Regions from separate parts of the Mus musculus genome. Here all the other regions are linked to region 1. A link is a contact called in public ChIA-PET and HiChIP or PLAC-seq data. All regions are on one chromosome and are shown on one strand. Each heading gives the region's core, a stretch centred on a gene start, on an enhancer-like site or on the middle of the called end of the contact. The rest is flanking DNA. Distances are from core to core; before and after follow the strand shown.

Region 1 (2,747 bases), core at 76-2,575:
CCAAAGCAAGGGCTCCATGTGCGTTTTATAGCCCTGCCAACTCCTGTGTAATTTTCTAGCAGCTCCTCTGAGAAAGGAACAAAAATGTGTCCTGGTGAAGCCCAGGCACACCCTCCCTCCTTGCCCCAACTAACTCTATTGGTTGGGAGGTGAAAGCAGCCGAGGTATCTGCAGTCTGAGCAAGGCAGCTTCTGGGCGGCCTGGGGCCCTGACCCTCCCTGGTTGACTCGTAGGTTCTGCCGTTGCCTCCCAACTTGCATCACCTGTGGGCCAGAATGGTCTATTCAATCCACGCCGAAGAACCTCTCCTCCCTCCCTTGCTTTACCTGTTCCTAAGTCACAGGGCCCAGGGTTCACTTTTCAGTCTTTATTCAGGCACCTGGCCTGGCCCCAGGTCACATATGACCCAGTAGCTGGGCTCAGGTCCTCAGGACCTCTGTTACAGAATTCTTTCTTTTTTTTCTTTTTTCTTCTCTCTTCTCTTCTCTTCTCTTCTTTCTTTTTGGTATCTTGAGACAAGGTTTCTTTGTATTGCCCAGGCTGTCCTGAAACTCACTCTGTAGATCATGCTGGCTTCGAACTCAGAAACCTACCTGCTTCTGCCACCCAAGTGCTGGGATTAACAGAGTGTGCCACCATGCCTGGCTCACAGAATCCCTTCTTGACTTTGAGATTCACACTTTTTCTAGATCCTTTTGGAGACACAAGTCATTCTATAGGAGTAGTACGAGCCCACTGGCCCTTCAGGTCCTCTCTGCTCCAATGGTAGGACTGATAGGATTAAGACAAGATCAGAAGTTCCAGCCACCCCCTCCTCCTGCAGGTTCTGCCTGAGAACTCTTCTCCTCTGGAGGCCCACTTCTAGACTTCTAAGCTGAGAGGGTGGACAGGTCTTATGGGCCATGCTTCTCTAACCTCTCAGCTGGCTCATAGATAATTGGACCCTGGCTACAGATGAGGAAAACAGAGGCACATAGTGGAGGGGCCCCACTGCAGGCCTGTATCTGCTGTATTTTGGACCCAGGACTGTCTGGTTCTAAACAGCAAGACTAGGAAGTGAGTTTTCTGTTCTCTGCTCCCACCCTCATGCTGGGCCCCCCATCCCTGGCCCTTTAATCTAACGATGTCTGGGCTGGGTCTAGTCCTGTGGCTTCCATTCGGTCCCTCCCTTGGCCTGATACAGAAGAAGCCAAGGCCCAGTGCCTGTGCACCCGCAGGAGATTGCTAGAAACCAGGCTCGGGCAGGCAGTCTCAACCCGCTAGGCGAGCTGTCAGGATGCAGGCTGGTGGGCGGGGCTTGATGGGAAACCCCGCCCCTCCGCTCAGGTGGCTCCGCCCGCGGAACCCAGTTTCCGGGGAACTTTTCCTTAACGTGGGCCTAGTCCGAAGCCGGGTGGGCGCCGGCGCCATGGACGAGCTGGCCTTCGGTGAGGCGGCTCTGGAACAGACACTGGCCGAGATGTGCGAACTGGACACAGCGGTTTTGAACGACATCGAAGGTGCGTGTCCCGGGGCTCCGGCGCGGCCTGTGCAGGGTCGCACGTCCGGCGAGGGCGCTTGGCCGGGAACTTTGGCGCGTGCGCACTGCGCGATCTGGCGCCTGAGATCTAGGGTTGAGCTTTCCGGACCGCAGTGGGCTAGGTTTCTGGACACGCTGAGTATCCACTCAACTTCAAGCCTGGTCCTGTGTACAGTTCACAGGCCGACCCGGGGTTTCTCATTTCTTGAGTTCACCAAAATTCCCAAGAAAGTCCACGAACCGATATTTGCATTTACCTTGGCTTGCAAGCATCTGGCTACTTTGGATTGAGGTCAGGGAGGTCTCTTTGAGTGCACTAGAGCTAAGGAGCAGCCCCCTCACCGGAAAGGAAAGATACTTTTTAGGCGGAGGGGGAGGCAAAGGCCCTTTAGGCGGGACCTGAGTTTGAGGAATTGGAAATCTGATAGAAGAGAGAAGGTGCTCTCTAGAATATTTTTCAAATTTTGTGATTCTGGGGCAGTAACTCGGATTCTAGAACATATTAACAGGCTTTCTGCGCTGAGCCACACCCCAGGCCACTTAGATCCTTTAAAACATCACTTGAACTCGCTCAGTATGATTCATCTCCCATGTCAACAACAACTACCAATTGGGCGGAGGGAAGGAGTGGCGGCGGATCTGGAGAAGAAAAAAACCCCAGCAAGTCATTGTTACTATAAGATATGTATCCATGTTAGGTGGACTGTTCAACGATCTCTGGTGGCTGTTAGCAGTTTCAAAACATTATATTTCTCTTGCTCGTTTAAGGCTGCTCCACATCCTCCTCCACCCCAGATAATCATGACTGTGTGTCTACAACTACAATGGGGCCTGTGGGATTACAGTAGATTGTGCCCCCTGATGCTCTGTTGATAGACACCTAAGCTGTTTTTTATATCCAACACAGCCTTGGACTGCTGTGCCTACGTCCTCATCAGAGACCTAAATGTGCCATCAAAGCTTGGAGTTACTGCTAGTCACCTGCCGGGCAGTGGTGGCACATGCCTTTAATCCTAGCACTTAGGAGGTAGAGGCAGGTGGACCTCTGAGTTCGAGGCCAGCCAGGGCTACACAGAGAAACCCTGTCTGGGGGGGGGGGGGCGGAGAACAAAAACTGCTAGACACTTAAGAGGAATGAAAGTTTAGAGATATCTTGGCTGACCTGAGATCCAGGCATGGTTAGGAACAGTGAGAGGAGGGATGGGAGGAGGAGAGTACAGTGTTGAGT
Region 2 (2,747 bases), core at 181-2,680, 110 kb before region 1:
TATCTCCAAGGCTCATCCTTGGTAGAGAGCATGTCAGAATTTTTCAAGACAGGGTGTCACTATGTATCCTTGACTAGCCTGGACCTCTTTGTAGACCAGACTGGCCTCAAACTCACAAGATCCTCCTGCCTCTGCTTCTGAGTGCAGGAACTAAAATTGTGTGCCACTAAACCCACTTTTCTTCTTTTTAAATGCTGAATAATATTTCATCTTATGGCCAGACTGTGTCCTGTAATACATTTGTTTGCTAGTGGACACTTAGGCTAATTCTGCCTTTTGACTATTTTGAATAATACCCTTGTGAATAGGGGTACTGTGAGTGCTCTGTTCTCATGCACACCAGAAGAGGGCATTAGATCCCATTACAGATGGTTGTGAGCAACCATGTGGTTGTGAGCCACCATGGGAGAAGGTACCCATATTATCATGAGATGGTAAATATTTCTGTATCTTACGGTAACACATACACAAGAGACAACAGTCTCTAAAAAAGGGCAGGAAAGAACTCAATGGAACTCATTTTTAAGTACATGAGGTTAAGACCAAATATCATGAAAAATATTAATGCTATTGCTAATTACAAAAGGTAACGGAACATCTTAGCATTGATGCTCTTGGGTTTCAAGTCAGCATGTAAGAGCATGGGCCTTCCCTGTCGTGTGGTGAAGAACAGTTTCTTTCCTACCCTCAGCACAGGCTTTGAGTGAGGTGTCCGGTGAGAACTGAGAATTTCACACCTGCAGTAGCCCCTGACATAGTTCCCTCTGAGAAGTTCTGCAGACTCTCCTCCCTTCCATCTTAACTGTGTTCTCATGCAGGTTCCACCAGGCACTTACTTACACTTAAGATCTGTGGATTTAAAGTAGAATGAACTTTTCAGATATTGAACATCACAAGCTATTTTATACAGTAAGCCCTAACCAACCAATTTGTCATTTGTTTTGCCATTTGTTTGTCTGTTTTGTTTTGTTTTGTATTTGAGACAGGGTCTCTCTACATAACCCTGGCTGGCCTGGAACTAGCTCTTTAGACCAGGCTGCTCCTGCTCCCCTGTGCTAGGATTAAAGGCATGCGCCACTACACCCAGCTTGCCAGCCAACTTTGAGTTTCTTGGGGCACCTATACTGTTTTCCAAAGCAGCCATTCCATTTTCCATTTGTACCAAAAGTGCACCAGGTGTCATATTTCTCCATACCTTCCCTGACACTGTTTTTCTGATTTTGTTGATAGTAGTCATGTTAATGAGTATGAAGGCTGTTTACATATCTTTAGAGGTATTTTATGAAGTGCCTACCGTAGAACCAAAATAAAGGATGTGTTTCTAGAAGAGGGCAGAGCATAGAAACCATGGGTAAAATACTTTGTTTTGCAGCATTCTGTATTTCCTGTGATGGTACTGTATGGTGACAAGAAAGACTTTCCTTGAAGTCGACGCTAGTCAGCTGGTGCTGTAGGTTAGAGTCAAGGCAGAACCAAGAGTCCATGAGACTACTTGTGGCTATGTGGCATAGCAGAAATTACAGCACTTCATTACAGTGGTAGCATTGTCTTGACTTCAGTCTTGACTTTCAGTGATCTCATCCCTCCTAGTGGGGCAGCTCCCTGCTCTGGATACCCAGCCAGGCAGGTTCGACCCTGGAGAACAGAATGAGGAATAAGCTTTTGCCCCAGGGCCCTGAGTACCTCGCTTGGGGCTGAGTTTAGGAGTTTGCGCTGATAGATATGCAGAAGCACATATTTCATGTATCCATGCTGAGTCTCAGGGTGTGATGGGAGGGAGACGAAGCCGATGGGAGGCTCTGTGTGGAGAGAACGTTCCTGAGCTGCCTGGACCTGGTTTTGAAGGATAAGCAGGGGTTGACCAGAGAGGGATGAGTTTGGAGGCAGAAAAGGACGCCCTTCAGTTTTTTGTTTTTTTGTTTTTTGTTTTTTTTTTTTTACTGAAATCACCGATTGAGGTTCTTGTGTAAGAGAATATTCCTAGGAGTCTCCTTTAAATCTTGACAGCCTTGGGTACTGGCTATGATATGATCCCCGGCTCAGACCTCTTTCAAGGCAAAGGACAGAGGCTGCAGTGGAGAGGGATTAGTCTGTTGGGTATAAGCATCAGCTCTGTTATAGGGCCTGTAAGGCTGCTTTGGGGGGAGGTGTGCATATCAACCTTCCTGTTGGGTTGACAAGAAGAAGGAATGTGATATGTCTTAGATGGCTTGGGGAGGCCTTCCCATGGTATTTTTCTACACAGGGGCTCTGTCTCTCCTTTTATGCCAGCTGGATACCCCAAAGCACTTTGTCCTTCATTCAATTTGTGTAACACACAAGTGTCATATGACATAGACCCATTCTTGTTTTTAAGATAGTAGGCAATATAGGAGCCTCTGTTCTTCATGAGTAAGCCCATTACCACCTTCACTGTACTCCAGGAGGTAATGCCTGGGAGCTTCTTACCAAGCAGTTGTTTCCCTTGCAGTTTCTTTTATATAAGTGGGGGCCAATGTAGGCTTCCTTTTACAGCCCATGTGTGTCTTGGCAGCATGTTTTGATCCACCACATGCATGGCAACCCACAGACTAGATATTCAGGCATACAGACATTCTCCTTCTCCTGGCCAGTGGCTTTGGGTCCTGAAGTAACATGCCTTTGTTCCTTTTAACATTTCTCTTATTTAGATTCTGTGTGAGACTCTGGAGTGTCTTAGTCACGGTTTCTATTCCTGCACAAACATCATGACCAAGAAGCAAGTTGGG
Region 3 (2,747 bases), core at 74-2,573, 81 kb before region 1:
GCCTTCCCTGAATACAGGCATGGAGTCAGGGCAGCTCTCTGTGCTGGGGGTCTTCACAAATGCACAGAACTAAGCTTTTCCTAGAGAGCTGCTGCACATCAAGGTAACAACTTCACCTTAGGCCTGGCCACTGTCTTGCTATTCGTGAGCATCCATATTATTTTTAACATTCCTGTTAGTAGCTACCGTGGTTTGGTTTGAGTGAAGAACCTGTTGAGAAGGTGTGTAGAATTGTGTGTGAGAGCTTTTCTAGAAAAGTCTACCAGATTCTCAGACATCTTATTTAAGAAGAGTTAAACAAAGTGCTGGTCTGTATACCGGGCACTGTCTATGGGGATCCAAGGAGCTCTGGCCCTGGCCAGAGCAGCCAAAGAGTTGCAGCTCTCTGAGAGGAAGCCAGAGCAAGGCAGGCTGCAGGGCCTCTTCCACAGCTGCTGCTGTGAAGTTGATGGCAGTCAGGTGTCGTGTCAGGATGCAGTAGGCAACTAGGGGCAAAGGTTGGAGCTACGGAGGAGGAAGTGGCTGCCGTAGGCTCCAGCACTCTGCTGGTTGGGTCAGGTTAAGATCCAGATGAAAGATTCAAGAGAGAACCCTCTTCCCTGGAGTGTTACAGCTCGATCGGTAAGACAGGCACTCAGACAATCTTTGGTGAAATAACTTGTGCACCTTATTCCTTGAGGATAGGGCCTTATAAACGTGTTGGGGTGGGGTGGGATCTAGAGGCAGATGCTTTCTATTGCCTTGGTCTGAGATGTCAGGGATGCCTTATCTGCATGGGGAAGGACTGCAGGTGTTGTCCCTAAGAGACTGATTGTAACAGTCCTCTCCGTGGGGTGTCATGGTCACATGTTTCAGAACAGGAACCTGGTTGAGGGTAGATTTAATGCCTACCGTTCTCAATTATGAAAATTGCTGGAGCTCCTGAATCCACTTGACCTTACCAGATTTCCTGTCTAGTGGCACGGTCCCCTGCCCCACACTGCTGCTCTGAACAGTGGCTATCTGAATTTCTTTCTGGCATCCTAAAATATCAGCCCTCTCCTCAAGCCTGTTACTCAAAGCACCTGTAGGCAGGAGGGATGGGGCGGCATCTGGGTAGCTAAGAACAGGTGATACCCCACCGGAAGGCCCTGGACTGTCCCTGCTGTTGCCCTCAGGAGCCCCTGAAGCTCCAGTGTGATCTAACACCCTCCCTGCACAGAGCTAGGAGTGGCCATGGTCCTGGCTGCCCTCCTGCCCTTACTTCTCACCACAGTGTCGGGCTGAGGGGAGGCCTGTTCCCCAGCTGTACCTGGGGAGTTAAGTATCAGGAGCCACAGCAGTGAGACTCATTTGCTTGCGGGTCTGGACAGGAAGTCTGCCTGGCTTTGTGTTGCCCACAGTGCAGGCAGCACTTTGTGAATCAGAACTGGAGGCATTGTTCTCTGATTACCACCAAGGAATGCTTTTCCTGAATGGTTCCTGTGGGTGTGAGTAGCTCTGAAGGAAGAATTCCCTGAGACATTTCAGACAGTAGCTATTTATGTTCTACTCTTTTGGTCAGACATCACTGACTACCTGCTGTGTGCAGGTAGAACTCGCTGTCTATCAGGGAAGGCAAGTCTGTGGAAAGACATTATTTAAGCCATAGAGAGTAAGCGAGCCCATCATAGGGATCCCAGAGGGGCACAATTAATTCTGCAAGTGCACTTGTGGGGGTGGCCTCCCTCACTAATAGGAGGCCACCGAAGCTGTGTGTTAAAGGGAGGATGTGGCTTCTGCAGTCTCCTGTGAGCCTTCCCATTATGGAGGCATGCATTTTTACCTTGTTATTAGTATGCACATAATATTTTGTGCTGCTGCCTTTCTGCTTAGCATTCCACTGCTCATTTCCACTTAGCAACTAGGCCAAAGTATTTATCATTTTTAAAAGCTACATAGCATTCTTGCCTTGTTGATGTACCCTCATTGCATAGCTGTCCTCTCATTTGTTGGGAAGAGCAGTTTTTCTCAATGATGCATGCTTGCAGTTGGCGCTTCTTCTCCCCGCTTCCTTCCTTCCTTCCTCAGGCATCTATGGCCAGGCTAAAGTTATGAATGGCCTTATGCTTTCTCCTTGGCTTTTTTCTTTTTCTTATGGAAAGTTCCAAACACACAAAAAAGGGAAATGATGATTATAACGATCCCCACGTATTACTCATTGAGCCTCAATAATAATCAGTCCATGGTTATTACCACACCAAAAATAAATTAGTCGTGACTCTTCATTTTCTATGGTATTAAAAATGGAAGCAGGGTCCTCATCTCCACTAAGCTGTAGCTCCAGTCTATTGTAATTGATTCCTAAGTGGGAATACCTGGTCATCCAAATGAAAGCTGACGGTTTCCCAGTGCTGCTTTGGTCACTTTCATGAAGCCAAATTGCTTTTTGTTCCAGTGTATTCTCCAGAGAAGTTTTGCTTGACCTGTCAGTTAGTGATTGGGAATGTTTTTATCAAGAAAGGATCTGCCTGCCTACAGGGCCTGGCCTCCAAAGGAGTGGAAGGGAGGGGGAGGAGGAGGACTGGTACCGTTCTTCACTTCCATGGGAAACTCGGCTGTATCACCCTTCTCACATACGTGAACTGTCAGTGTGTGGGGGTGACACGGTGTCAGGCTCTCCCCATGAGCCCACCCTGTTAAAGCAAACATCGTCATGCTGTCATTTCCAGCACCGAGAAAGAAAAGCTACATGGCATTAACTTTCTTTTTCTACAGTAAAATCTCCT

Evidence for each region. ChIA-PET counts read pairs in DNA pulled down with a chosen protein or histone mark. HiChIP or PLAC-seq counts read pairs in DNA pulled down with a chosen protein or histone mark.
Region 2: a contact with region 1 is called in an H3K27ac HiChIP or PLAC-seq map of regulatory T cell precursor, with 2.6 times the contacts expected there. The contact joins the enhancer-like site here to the promoter of Srebf1 in region 1. A contact is called at or near these places in 1 of 39 promoter capture datasets (cranial neural crest), 1 of 15 datasets of contacts at CTCF or cohesin (the NIH/3T3 cell line), 4 of 484 Hi-C or Micro-C datasets (CD4 T cells, forebrain, natural killer cells and 1 more), 11 of 115 datasets of contacts at active chromatin or transcription factors (the HPC-7 cell line, the SCID.adh cell line, bone marrow-derived macrophages and 8 more) and 3 of 9 other capture datasets (adipose tissue, liver and pancreatic islet).
Region 3: an RNA polymerase II ChIA-PET map of memory CD8 T cells shows a contact between it and region 1, with 1,274 read pairs. The contact joins the enhancer-like site here to the promoter of Srebf1 in region 1. A contact is called at or near these places in 12 of 39 promoter capture datasets (the 3T3-L1 cell line, the C10 cell line, the HPC-7 cell line and 8 more), 1 of 15 datasets of contacts at CTCF or cohesin (embryonic stem cells), 15 of 484 Hi-C or Micro-C datasets (CD4 T cells, the HL-1 cell line, the HPC-7 cell line and 10 more), 22 of 115 datasets of contacts at active chromatin or transcription factors (the 230-238 cell line, CD8 T cells, the HPC-7 cell line and 17 more) and 4 of 9 other capture datasets (adipose tissue, embryonic stem cells, liver and 1 more).

The regions. Positions count from the first base shown.
Region 1 is chr11:60,219,205-60,221,951 of GRCm38.p6, reverse strand. Srebf1 (sterol regulatory element binding transcription factor 1) reads left to right here and starts at 1,325. Exons shown (of 19, transcript NM_011480.4): 1 at 1,325-1,499. The coding sequence starts at 1,409.
Region 2 is chr11:60,329,439-60,332,185 of GRCm38.p6, reverse strand. The region is part of intron 1 of Tom1l2 (target of myb1-like 2 (chicken)); the gene reads left to right. Among named protein-coding and RNA genes, the nearest start is that of Tom1l2, 22 kb to the left of the region's middle. Within about 2 kb of position 1,430, at least 15 of the 459 cell types and tissues checked have an H3K27ac peak or open chromatin away from gene starts, as enhancers often do. A contact at or near this core is called in double positive thymocytes, regulatory T cells, regulatory T cell precursor and 1 more, where this site is marked.
Region 3 is chr11:60,300,612-60,303,358 of GRCm38.p6, reverse strand. All of the region lies in intron 1 of Tom1l2 (target of myb1-like 2 (chicken)), which reads left to right. Among named protein-coding and RNA genes, the nearest start is that of Gm38501, 43 kb to the right of the region's middle. Within about 2 kb of position 1,323, at least 130 of the 459 cell types and tissues checked have an H3K27ac peak or open chromatin away from gene starts, as enhancers often do. A contact at or near this core is called in CD8 T cells, the HL-1 cell line, the HPC-7 cell line and 22 more, where this site is marked.